Regions from separate parts of the Rattus norvegicus genome. Here region 1 is linked to region 2. A link is a contact called in public Hi-C data. All regions are on one chromosome and are shown on one strand. Each heading gives the region's core, a stretch centred on a gene start, on an enhancer-like site or on the middle of the called end of the contact. The rest is flanking DNA. Distances are from core to core; before and after follow the strand shown.

The links. A called contact is a pair of places that touch in the nucleus more often than the background predicts.
Region 1: a Hi-C map of mammary epithelial cells shows a contact between it and region 2, with 2.0 times the contacts expected there. The contact joins the promoter of Rap2c here to the promoter of Stk26 in region 2.

Annotation. Positions count from the first base shown.
Region 1 is chrX:135,400,667-135,407,168 of GRCr8, forward strand. It overlaps Rap2c (RAP2C, member of RAS oncogene family), which reads right to left and starts at 1,332. Exons shown (of 3, transcript NM_001106950.2): 1 at 941-1,332. The coding sequence starts at 1,213.
Region 2 is chrX:135,206,896-135,213,053 of GRCr8, forward strand. Stk26 (serine/threonine kinase 26) reads left to right here and starts at 2,491. Exons shown (of 12, transcript NM_001191736.2): 1 at 2,491-2,596; 2 at 2,717-2,867. The coding sequence starts at 2,826.

The sequences.
Region 1 (6,502 bases), core at 82-2,581, 190 kb after region 2:
ACTGGCTAAGGCACTTAAGATTTCTTAAGTAAGCAACATTAAGTGCATACCTTTAAACGCTGAAAAAATATATATCCGTTTCCTAAATCAATGGAGGTCAATATAACGGGTCAATATAAGGTCATTTATTTTCAAGGAATAAATAGCAACAATTAGTGCATCTCTTAAAATAACATTAACTTCAGTCTGTTTCCCAGTGAAGGATGGAGGGATTTTTCTAAAGCAACTGGACCAGATCCAGGTTGGCTACCCCACTGGGATAGGAAATCTGCACGCGCTCAGCGTTCCCAGTCCCACATATTTTCTTTAAGTATAGGCTGTGATGGCAGCAACGATATGGATCGACGGGAGAAAAGGAGAGTCATCCTGGCTTTCTGTTGGTTATGAATCCCAGGTACTAGTCTTTTCAGACTAGCAACTTCCCTTTCAGCTGCATTCCCCCAAGAAAAATGCCAAGAAAGCAGGACTCGCATGTATTTTGCACTACTGAGATTTAGATTCAAGCTGAGGAACTTAGGAGCAAGAGAGAAGGGGAGGAAGGAAAAGCAGGTACACAGGTTTTAGCTGTGTGTAAGAGAGGATGGACTTCAAACCTCCCATCGTGCTCCACACTTGAGGTTATCTCCGAAATGTTTTGTTGAACTCGTTAATCAATACTTGTTGAAGTGAATAAGCAACTTCAGGTTGTACCATAGGGCTAAAAAAAAAACAGGCTGACCTATTTCGTTTTCACTTTTCTTTTCCTTAAAAATAACTTTAAAATATTTGTCGATGTGCGTTACTCTAGCACTCTCTACAGAAACAATCCAGTGCCTTCCCATACCATGCCAAACTTTCAAAAGCCAAACGCACTCATTAACGCACAGCTCAAGCAAATCAGAAGTACATGTAGGATTACCACACCCCCCTTCAAAGAAATTACAAGACTTGGTTTGATTACCTGAAAAGACTGTTGATTAACCAAACTATACACCAGGATGAAACCTTGGCCGTTTTTGATGTACAGATCTCTCATGGAGGCAAACTGCTCTGTTCCCGCGGTGTCCAGAATTTCCAGTACTGACGGAGAAGAGTCCACTTCGATCTCTTTGCGGTAGAAATCTTCAATGGTGGGGTCATATTTCTCAATGAAAGTCCCGGTGACAAACTGCACAGTGAGGGCAGATTTGCCAACCCCTCCGCTCCCTAACACCACTACCTTGTATTCCCTCATGAGTCTCACCTTCACCAACTCCTTACCCAAGGGGGGAAAAATAACACCCCGCTAGCTGCGCTGCGGCAAGGCCAGGCGGAAGGTGGGCGGAAATGTGCGAACTGGGGAGGAGAGTGCGGAGAGGCGGAGGGCCCAACCGAGGACGAGGAGGAAGTTACAGGAGGGGGAGGGGAAAAGAGCCAAGTGTCGGGTGGGTGGGGATGGGATGCTGATGCCCTTCCTATAGGAACCCAAGGCGGCCCGGGGGGCGTGGGGAGGAGGGATCGCCGGCGAGCGGCCGAGCGAGGGTGGGGAGCCGCCGCGCACCCCAACGCGGGAAGGGGCGGGGGCTTCGCGGCCGGGGGCTGCCCGCCACCCCTCCCCCGCCCAGCACACAAAGGGGCCCGGGGTCCCCGCTTCCTGCTGGCGCCGCTGCCGAGCCGGCCCAAGGCCTCCGGGCCCCGCCGCGCTCACTGCCGCCGGGGCGGGGTCTCTGGGTCCCCGGTTCCCTCGGGGCTCGTCCGGCCTGCAACGAGGGGAGGGGGAGAAAGGGCGCGCGTTAGGAGTCGCCTGACCTCCACACTGGCGCCCGGAGTCGCCACCTCTGCCGCCGCCTTCCCTGGAGCCGCTGCCGCCGCTTACCCTGCTGTCCACAAGCTCCCAGCCGCCCAGGAGGTTCTGTCAAGACAAGGCCATGGCCACCGGGCCGCCCTGGCCTTGCTGCTAGCGGACGGACGGGGAAGGGGCGGGGGCCGTCCGGCGGCGGCGGCGGCCGCAGGGACTCCAGTTGAACCCACCTCTTTTTTTCCTCACCCACCCCCCACCCCCCACCCCCAGCATAAACCCGGAAGGGTTTCCCTGACACACTGGTTGAGGTGCCCCAATTCCCCGAGACTGGACGCGTTCACTTCCGGTGGGGAAAGTCCCACCTCTTCTTCAGGGCGAGCCGGGTGGCGCTAGGGCCGCGCCCTGCGGAGCGAGCCAGGCGGCCCGGCCCGGTTACAGGTCGGGGCAATGGCCTTGAGAAAGGGCGCTTCGGGGAAACCTACAGCTCCAGTGCCTTCACGCCTGAAGCGGTTGGCCGGTTTGCTCGATCCCGGGCCCGCCCAAGTCCCTCAGCTTCTAGGTGTCCAGCAGCTGCTTCTGAGGACCTGGTTCCCTCCTTAGCCCGAGGCCCTCAGCCAATAATGTAGCTGCTGAGAGAACACCAAACATCCCTAGGCTGGAAGTTGCTAGGAAAATAAAACAGTTTAGGAAGTTGAATCTCTTTACTATTATTTCTTTCCACTTGATATTTTTTCCGGAGCAATGTATGCAAAGGAGTCTTAGAGTTGACTTGGGCTCTTGATTTTTGACGGTGCTGTTTTAGTCATGTATGACACTGTACTTTATCAATTAGCACATCTGCCTCACCTCCCTCAGCACACCCGAAACTCTTTTTTTTTTCTGTTTTTTTAAATCACAAGGCTCAAAGGGATCAGCATTAGAAGAAGATTTTATAGTGGACTATTCAGTTTTGTTCCAACTATTTCCAACTAGTACACAGCAAAAAAGGTAACCAGTATTGAAAGGTGACTGCAAATGGTTAGGCCTGTGGAATAATTTCATTTAATCTTTTCATCATCTGCACCGTGTAACACACTGCCCACCCGGCTGGTCCACAGTGAAGCTTTGTTTTAAAGGCCATCGTTCATAGCCTTGAAATTCAAAAGCAAATAATAACTCTAGTGTTAAACTAAATTCTATTTTTAGAAAAAATTGTTACTGCTAACTTTCTATTTGTAAACTTCATGTCAGATCCATGGGGCCACCTGGCTGGACAGTATTTGGGGCTTTTCACCCTCTCTTTATCTGAGCACATTCAGAAACCTGAGAGAATCTCTGACCAGCCCAGTAAAAGTGACTCTACATTTCCTTATTCGCAAGCCCTAATGACCGAGCTGGATAGAGAGATGTAGTACCCAATCCGAAGTGCTAGGCATTGGAAGATAGGCGAATCAGAGAAGTGTGAAATCCCACTGGCCCTGGTCAGTATTCCCCAATGTCACTTACAGTAGTCAAAAGACAGCTTAGTTCAGTTTTCTCCTCGGTCGGTCTCAAGCTGGTGCAGTCTCTCCAGCGAAGTGTCTCTGTCTCCAGCTAGCCTAGGTCCTGCCTGACATCCGAGGCACTCCCTCTGCTGGCAGAGCTTTGGCCTGTGAGGTTTCAGTCTCCCCATAGGTCACTGTTCCTTCCACACGTGCTGTTGCCAGATTTGGAGCTCTGCTGCTCATCTCCCAGTCTGGCTGTCTCCAGACTGTCTGGTGGAATCCACAGCCCTTCGCCAGCCATGCTTATAACTGAGTGTGGAAATTCCTCTTCTGATCCAGCTAGCAGTGAGCAGTCAAAGCAAGGCTGTGCTCTTTCACCAAACTTTCAAAGCATTTCTTTTTGAGGCCATCTCACCTGTTGGCAACTTGAATTATCTCTGCTTCGGCCTCAATGAGGAGAAAGGTCTGCTTTTGCGTGTACTGAAACATCCTCTTCCAAACAGTAGAGCCCCACTGAGCCACTCAGCACTACTGGATGGATGGATGTTAGACACAGTCTGAAGATACTTTCCTTGTAAGGAAGGGCATTGGCTAATTAATTCCACCACTCGTTAGGAAGTTAGACTTGGAAGTTACTTCAATTACAATTTACTTCAGATCATGTTTAAGAGCTTGGTATTTTTCAAAAATTGAACACAGTGTAATTTATAGGTCCAAGGAAACTTTTTTTATATGTTGGTTTGAAAAGATGGCCTGTGGCGACCTGAAAGAGAACAATAGTGCACAAATTCATAGTTGCTTTCATTTTGTAAAATATATGAGTGTGATACAGCCTTTGACTTGGACACAAAGCCATTAATTATGGAGTATTTTGAGGGGACTTATATTTTCCAAATGATTTTTTTAAAACAAGAATTTGAAACTATCATAGCTAAGGAAGTGACCATAATCTTTTAATTTTTATATTATTATTATTATTATCATTATTTACATATGCATGCATGGTGTGTGTGTGTGTGCGCACACACGCGCACGCGCGTGCATGGAGGTCAGATGACCATAGGGAAATTGGTTCTCTTCTCCATCTTGGATTCCTGAGATCAAACTCAGGTTGCCAGGCTTGTAGCAAATGTCATTGCCCACTGAGCCATCTTTCAGGCCCTAACGTTGTTAATGTTTGAAAGGAGTAAGTAAATAAAATTGTTAATCACCACTTCATCAAAAAACCATCTCCCAAACATTTAGGGACTGGTCTGTCCAATTAAAACAAACTCCAACCTTCTGCCTGCCTCTCTGGACAGCTCTATACTTAGAAAAGTATTTCTCATGCATTATCTGACGAGGGTCCAGTTGTTCACCAGCATACTCTCAATAGGCAGGGAGGGTGTAAAGACAATTTAAAAGAGTTCCGCCTGGCAGTTGAGAATCTGTGCTCTGAATGGTACATTCAAATTGTAGCTCTATAGCCATCTATCCGTACGACCTTAAGAGATTCTGTGGCTCTGAGCCTGGAGCTCCTCACCTGTAAAAGGGAGATAAGAGTCTGACAAGGGAATGAAGTGAAGTCTTAGAGGTAGCAGATGTGCACATTCCCCTTGAACATTACAAAGCTTCAACACATACATTTGATGTTTGTATAAAAATTTAATGGTGCTGTTGATGTAGCTCAGGTGCTAAAGACATTGTCTGGTATGCATAAAACCCTGATTTGGATCGGCAGCACCCCATACTACCAGACTTAGTGGCCCATGTCTGTAATGCCAGTACTTGGGAAGTGGAAGCAAGAGGATCAGAAGTTCAAGGACATCTTGAACTAGTTGAGTTTGAAGCCAGCTTTGAACACACAAAACACCACTTTTTTTAATGCTAATAAAATAAAAAGTGAAAAAATGGTAAGGAAGAAACCTTTAAAGGCCTAATATGTCCAAATGATACACAAAATGCAATCTCTGTTGTATAATGCTAAAAGCTTCTTGTGTTTTGTTTCAAGGTAAAACAATTTTTTACATGCTAATGTGTCTGTGAATCCACTTCTTATGCACATATTTTAATAAAATTAATATTCACACTATATATTCTGCACCTTAATATTTTGTACTTAATACACCTTGATCGATTTTCCCTTTTTAGAGCATGTAAGTTTTATTTTCCTTTTAGTTTCTTATTTCATCTGTTGCTATATCAAATAAACCACCTTTCCCCTGAATGACAATCTTTGTTTCCAGTTCCTTGCACTGAATGGCTCATGCAAATATTAATCTTCAGGGTGAACTTCTAGTTGTTCAAGAATGGAAACAAAGGGTATTTGCACATAAAATTCTTTGGGAAAATATTACCAAGTTATTCTTCCACAGTTGTATGTGAAATCAAGGTGCAGAATAGAGTAACTATTAATTTAATTTTAAAATGCGTGTGTAAGAAGTGGATTCCTGTGAATCCACTAGCATGTGGATACTCACCAGTGAAATATGGCCATGTTACTTTCTTTGTAACTTCATCCTATGTATTACTAAGTTTAGCATTTTATGAATATTGTTACTTGTTTTCAAGTATCTATAAGATTGAAATATGCAGGGTCATATTCTGGAAGGAATTTGAGCTTCAGAATTAAAAAGCCAGGGACGTGTTCACTCCTTTGTTTCTAAAGTTGATTATAGTATCAAAAATATCATAGTATCATAGAACAAGCAAGACAACCTACTCAAAGCACTTAGCCTTGCAGACAGTAACTGGTCAAAGGAGGTAAACTGCTGTAACCATACATTTCATTCCCATTGGAGGATATCAAAACCCATGCCTTATACATTGCATGTTGAATATGTAAATCACTGATAAATATTTTCAGTTTTTGAAAACCATCCTGGCAGATGTTTAAAGTCCTCAGCAGTGTCCTAACAGCTGCTTGAGGCACTGGCAGCTCACATCTGTTAACTCTCCTGTACTTTCAAGTCCACACCTCTGTCAGTTGACGTCCTTCCAACCTTTAACTGTGAGAAATAACTTACTTCAAGGTCCACAGGAAAAGTCTTGTCCCAAGGCCTACTACCTTCGTTCTGTCCTCAATTTGCTGAGATACTAGGACGAATGAGTCAGCAGTATACTCCACTCACCTACAGCCAGATTCACCTCAGGGCTTCAGGCCCCACCCTTACCAGACCATTGAAATGGTCCAAGGGTCCTTGTAGCTCCCACTAGATTTCAAATCCCTGAACCTTCCCTTTTGAATCCAATCTAACTTATTGGGTCTTATCATTTTCTCATTATAAAGATTGATACTCTT
Region 2 (6,158 bases), core at 1,241-3,740:
TCTTTCTGTGTGTGTGTGTGTGTGTGTGTGTGTGTATGTGTGTGTGTGTACGTGTGCGCGCGCATGTGCATGAAGTCAGGAAAGTCATTTCTTCACTTGTTTAGAGTTCATTTGTTTACTAAATCCACACAACACTCTCTTAGGTAGTTATGAAGTTACAACTGGGAAGAACACAGCAGGCCAAAAGTGAATTGAATAACATAAACAAGGGACCATGTTGAAGGTTAACCAAGAGCAGTGCCTGTGAGTCTAACCTGACAACAATACAATAAAATATAATATCCCCAATATATACCTAATATCATCAAAGAATACCAAGGAAGTGCATTTGCTTATCAACAAATATTTATTGAGGACCCACTTTGTGGCACAGAACATTCTAGACTCTGAGAATAACCCTAATAGCAAACATGGTCCTCAGAAAGATATCGTTCTTCCAGAATAATTCTCATAGAAGAGAAGCTGGGTCTCTGGCTGGCTTCAGTGAGCAAATAAATGGCGTACAATTCCTAAAATACAAAGACAGAGCAACCCTGTAAATGTTTCCACATGCACACAGCCCAGTTTTGAAAATGAGCACAGGGCAGGTGCACATTGGCTGGTGGGTCTGAGAACCTTCAGTGGACATGCTTGAGGTGGGTCTTTAATGATGGAGCTTGATTCACATCGTACTAACTCAAAAAAAAAAAAAAAACCCACCCTTAGAATCACTATCTGCTTCATCCTCTCAGACCTTGTTCACAGTGCAAAGTCTTGGGTTCACTCCACACTTACAGGTTCAAAATCTTCAGAATAAGAATAAAAAATAGTTTTCCTTAAAAAAAAAATCCTTTCAGCCCAGCATGGTGGCACATGCCTTCAGTCCCAACATTCAGAAGGCAAAGGGAGACAGATCTCTGTGAGTTTGAGGCCAGCTTTTTCTGCATAATGAGTTCCAATCAAGGCAGGGCTACATAGCAAGACCATGTCTCAACCAAACAAAATAAGTAAGTAAGTAAGTAAACAAGCAAACAAGCAAACTCCCTTGAGGTCTCTATGAACATTAAAGTTTTGGTGGCACGGTATGTGTCTGGGTAGGCTAGGACATACAGTGACTTGAGCTGGTGAGAAATAGATACTAGATCTGGGCCTACCATTGGGAAGAACAGAGAATGCCAAGACTTGGGGGACTGTGAGTAAGGTAAAGTCAATGCCATCATTTAATATCTTTCTTCCATATAATAGAAGGTAGCAAGTGTCAGGGGGACCCAGACTGAACGTCTCAGATGCATTGCTTTTTAATTGCAATATTTGAGTCAAATATTTACTTGGCTGAACCTTTTGCTCTAGTTGTTCAATGGGGAGAAAGAAGTGTGACCCAAGTGATCTCTTGTCACAATAACTCTTTACAAAACACAGTGCATAAATTTTGGGCTCTCTGTCACAACAAAAAAGAAATCTATTAATAATAATCATGTTGATAATAACCAGATACTTTTCTTGGAGAAAAAAAATTATAAAAGAAAAATAATGTTTCCTGAGTGTGCCTTGGTTGCATAGGCTTCTAACAAACTTCAAGGTGAGTTCTCATTTTAAACGTGCATTTTGTCCTGTAACCTCATTAGCCCCTGTGTGTTCATATAGATGCTTCCCTGAGATTCCTGTGACTGGTATTATCACTGCCACTGTTGTGTTATTGGGTCCTCGAGAAAGGGTATGCCTCACTCCTGGAGTTGGACTTAAATTGGAAGAACGCAGGGAGTTGCAGAAGTCAAGGCGTTGTATGCTAAATTCAACTATCTATACTACAAAAGATTTAGTCTCATGCTCCTTGCGTCTGTAATCATTGTTAAGTTTTCTGCCGATACATGATCCCTTTTCCAATTTGTTTCTTTCACACGCGCAGAAATTGTGAGAAATTTCAGCCAGGCCATTCCACAACTGACAGCCTAAGGTAAGAACAGACTCAGGTTAAACTAACTTGAGGTTTGTCTAGGGGCAAGGAAGCTGAAAATTGCAAGAGAGAAGTAACTTAGGCACGAAAGAGCAGGTGTCTGGCTTGGTGGCCCCACCCTTGGCCAGGTGGGGGAGCCAAGCAAACTTTTGCAACTCCAGACCTCTGGGCGGCTACAAGCACCCTAGCCTCCCAAGCCTGTCTGCAACGTGGCCGTGTTCGTTCATCTGGGTCGCCCTCATATCCCCCACCCCACTCTCGCTCCCGCAAACTCTTCTGTTCTTTCTCCAGGACCAGTTATGTTCCAGGTTTTTCGATCCCGGCCTTCTGTTGCTCTCCGCAACCCCTGAGAGCCCCATGCTTCGCCAACTCTGACTACTTTAGCCAACCCGGTTTGCAGCTTGAAGCCTCAGCTCCCCTGACACCGCCCGGCAGCGGGGTGGAGGCAGGGCCAACTGCGGAACCGCCCCCGGCCGCCTCCCAGCCTAGGCGTTCGGGCGGGTTGCTGGGGCGCCTCCACCTCCTCTTCCTAAAGCGGCGAGGCGCAGCAGAGCCGCATCACTGGAGCCCAGGTCCCAGCCACTGCCGCACGCACAGCTCTGCATTCAGGAAGAGGAGCGGCACCGCAACTGTCCGAAAGCTAGGCGGGCGAGCGTCAGAGAGGTAAACTGAGTCCGGGAGAGCAGCGCCGCGAACCGCTCACCTCCCCGCAAGGAGGGCGCAGTGGGGGAGTGGAGGCTGCAAGCACCAGCCCACTAACTCCACTTCTCTGCGTCCCTCCAGGCCCCGATCGAGAAGCCTGGGAGAGCTGCAGAGCTACCCCCGTAGGAGGAGCCAGTCTGTGCCCCAGGAGCCACCACCGCAGAAGCAGCGCGAAGTAGCAGCCGCCTCCATGGCCCACTCACCGGTGGCTGTTCAAGTGCCCGGGATGCAGGTGAGGAAGCCCAGGCCTTCCCTGCCGCCCACGTGACTGCCCCAGAGCCCCGCTTTGGGCACGGGGCACCGGGGGACCAGGGGCAGCCACGGAGCAAACCTGAAGGCAGGGCCGGATCTCTCACCAGGTGACCCCTAAGTGAAGCTCGAGGTGTTTTCTGGCGTCCTGGCTAGAAGGTGTTTTGCTTGGGAGAGATTGGGGTGACCGAGAAGCAACAGAAAATGGGGGTTGGGGTTGGCGCGCGGGGGTGAGGAAGGGGGGGCACGTACAAAAATAGGCCAGAACCTTAGGCACCTGTACTTGTTGGCTTGTTAATCGTGGCACAGTTGAGGACTCAGAGTGGGGGAGTCCCAGAACTTAACCTAGTTGAGATGAAGGCATCTTGGACTATGTGGGTTAAAACACCCAAGCAGTGCCCCACACGGTACACACAGAAGTTGGGGCGGAGCGAGACCAGGAGTGGTGGTGGCATTGAGTTGGGTGCTTCCTATGTGCAAAGGGAGAAGAGCAAGATGACTTCTTTTTCCCTTTCGGTGCCATTTACAAGCAAACTTCTATGTCACTCCCCTACCTAGCCCAGTGGGCAGTGCTATGAGGAATGTGGCATCCTGTTCTGAGGTGAGGACTGCTCAGGCCCTTCGCCTTGTCTGTCTGCTAAGGTGGTTGGTATTTAAGCTTTTGTTCATTGCAAAGGAAAAAGTGTGGGACCCAACTTCTTACTCAAAGGCTATGCAGTTCTCCTTCCACTATATTATCATTTCATTAAAGAAAAGTTATGTCAACAAATGTTTTACACATCTCGTTTTTTTAACCACTCTAACATTTTAAAGCATTTACTTGTGGGGTACCCCCCATGGTCACCTAAACAACCCTTTATAAGTAATAGATTAGAGGCTAAAAACACTAAAAATGGGTTCCTTATGATATTCTAAATATGCTAAGTCAAATGAATTATTTCAAGTTATAATTATAATGTCGAGAGCCCTGCATAGCCTATGCTTTTATTAGGAATCAAAACGTGGTAGATTGGAGTCTCAGCCTCCTGCCTCGTGCATGGATTCCATCGTTTGCCTTGGAAATTGGTCTCATTTTTATTCATGATAACAAAGGTGATTTTTAAAATATCCTTTCTCCTCAAAGGGGCCATGTGTACATCTATCCTGCGTTTAAGGACAGGTCTGGGTTGAGACTCAAGAAGGGGAAGGAAAGCAGTGAAAAGGAGAGTTGGGCTTTTAATGGCATTAACCCATTTAAGTTTTTCCTAGGGTCCCAAAGTTTTTTTGCTCATGCACTCTCATTCTCTGGCTCTCTTTTCCATAGCTACTCTGTCCCACACCCCATTCATTCAGTGCTAGCTTTGCCTGTATCTGGACAAGTAGTAGTTTGCAATAGGAACTTTTGCTCTGATCTGGAACAGCATGTGAGCATTTCCCTTTGTGCACAGCTTTCTATTATGTGGAGAAGTCGAAGTTTACATATGGTTGCTGCTTGAGGGCTCCATGCTTCTCTCTCCATTGTGAGCAGGCGCCTGCCTGCCTGCAGCCACACTGGTGCATCTCCTTCATCAACTTTGTGCGATTCTGGGGAACTCTGTGTGCTCAGGAGAAAAGAGTTTCTGCTCTTTATTTCATTTGCCCTGACTTTATTTGATTTATGTGGTTTCTGGTCTTTATTTAATTTGTTCTGACTTTATTTGATTGAGATGGTTTGCGAACTGCTCGCTGTTCAGCATTGGCGTATGGCTCGCTGCTTTGTTTAATTATGTGAGCTGGCTATCTCTTGGAGGTTTAGATCTTAATTAAGGTGGGTTGAAGTGTGAATCACAGATTTGGAATCATCAACTTTGCCTTGCGTCGTATGCTTTCCCAAAGTTGTTCATTTGTCAAGCAAGCCTTAGCGATACAGGGGTACTCATCTCACACCTAGCAAAGATTATTGATTATTGTTCTGCCACTTTTCCTCTAAGTGAAATAGCACATTCTCCAATTATTTTCATTTCTATTTCTAGATGTAGTTCTTAAGCACTTGCTGTGACCTTTACAAAAAACACAACTTTTCCATTTTTAAAATTATACAGGGACCTAAAACACATTTATAGCATGCAGTGTGACCCTTGAGCCTAAAGTAGGTTTGTTTCCTTTTCCAAAAACTATAATGTAAAAATATATTCTGAGATCATAATAGCTTCCTAGAGTTTTGTTAGAGTTAGGAGCAAGCAACTTTTAGGTTGTTTAACTAGCAAGAAAACTTGATTTTGCCATGTGTTCTTTAAATTAATGTTTCCCCAAGTCACGGTGAAGTGATTGACTGGCCCATACATTTTTAACTGTTTATGTTGGAGAGTTATGAAGATTGATGGGAAAAAATGAGTTTTCCAGAAATTAAAGGGGAAAATGACTTTCTCCACAATGTTTTCCTCCCTCTGAGCAGAGATGCAGTGCATAAACAGAGCTACCTGCTGTCTCACCCAAGTCTTCAGCATTGCTTACTTTCAAACAAAGACATTCTTGTTGCCACTAGTTTAAAATGTAAAAGAAAGTTGCAGTGAAGGAAGAAACCCCAGGACTTGGTCCAATTCAAACTCATCCTTGTGAAATTAGTTCCTCAAAACATATATTGTTGATATTTCTCAATGCTGTACTGAACATTTTTGCCCTACTACACCCAATGTCGAGGACATGATTTTTTTTGTATTTAATTTGTGTATATTTCATGTTTATAATGAAAGGGATTTTCCATTCAAGGAGCTTTTCTCTTGAACCACATTTAAAGTACAACCTTAACAAGGTAATAAACCAATAAACTGTCTTTCCACCCAAATCTTTACTCTTTAGTGATTTAAAATCTGTTTTTGACTTTGAAGTTGTCAGTTAAAAATATTTGAAAGTTTATTTCCCTTAAAGCTTAACATTAGTGTTTTAAAATAAATATTTACATATTTGTCATTTTCAATCTTTCCTAACATTTAGGTAAGAGAAAAAGTTAGATGTTCAACCAAATTTAAAATGTTATTGTGTTTCGTATGCTTTACATGGTATGTACTAGTAAAGAAACATTTTTTGCTTAAAAGAATTCTAAAATTATCTCTCTTATACCTTTAACTGTGAAAAGGGTGGTACAGCTTAGCAATGCTTGTTTGAGATCTCAGTGGAAGTGAAGTTTTAGTATTAAGAAACACTTTATTGAAGACTTTTAGCAAGGAGTAAAAATATTATCTGACATTGGTGAACTTAGTAAAAGGTTCCAGGAAGGACCAATAGAGAGATCTATGATCTGTGCTTAAACAACTAT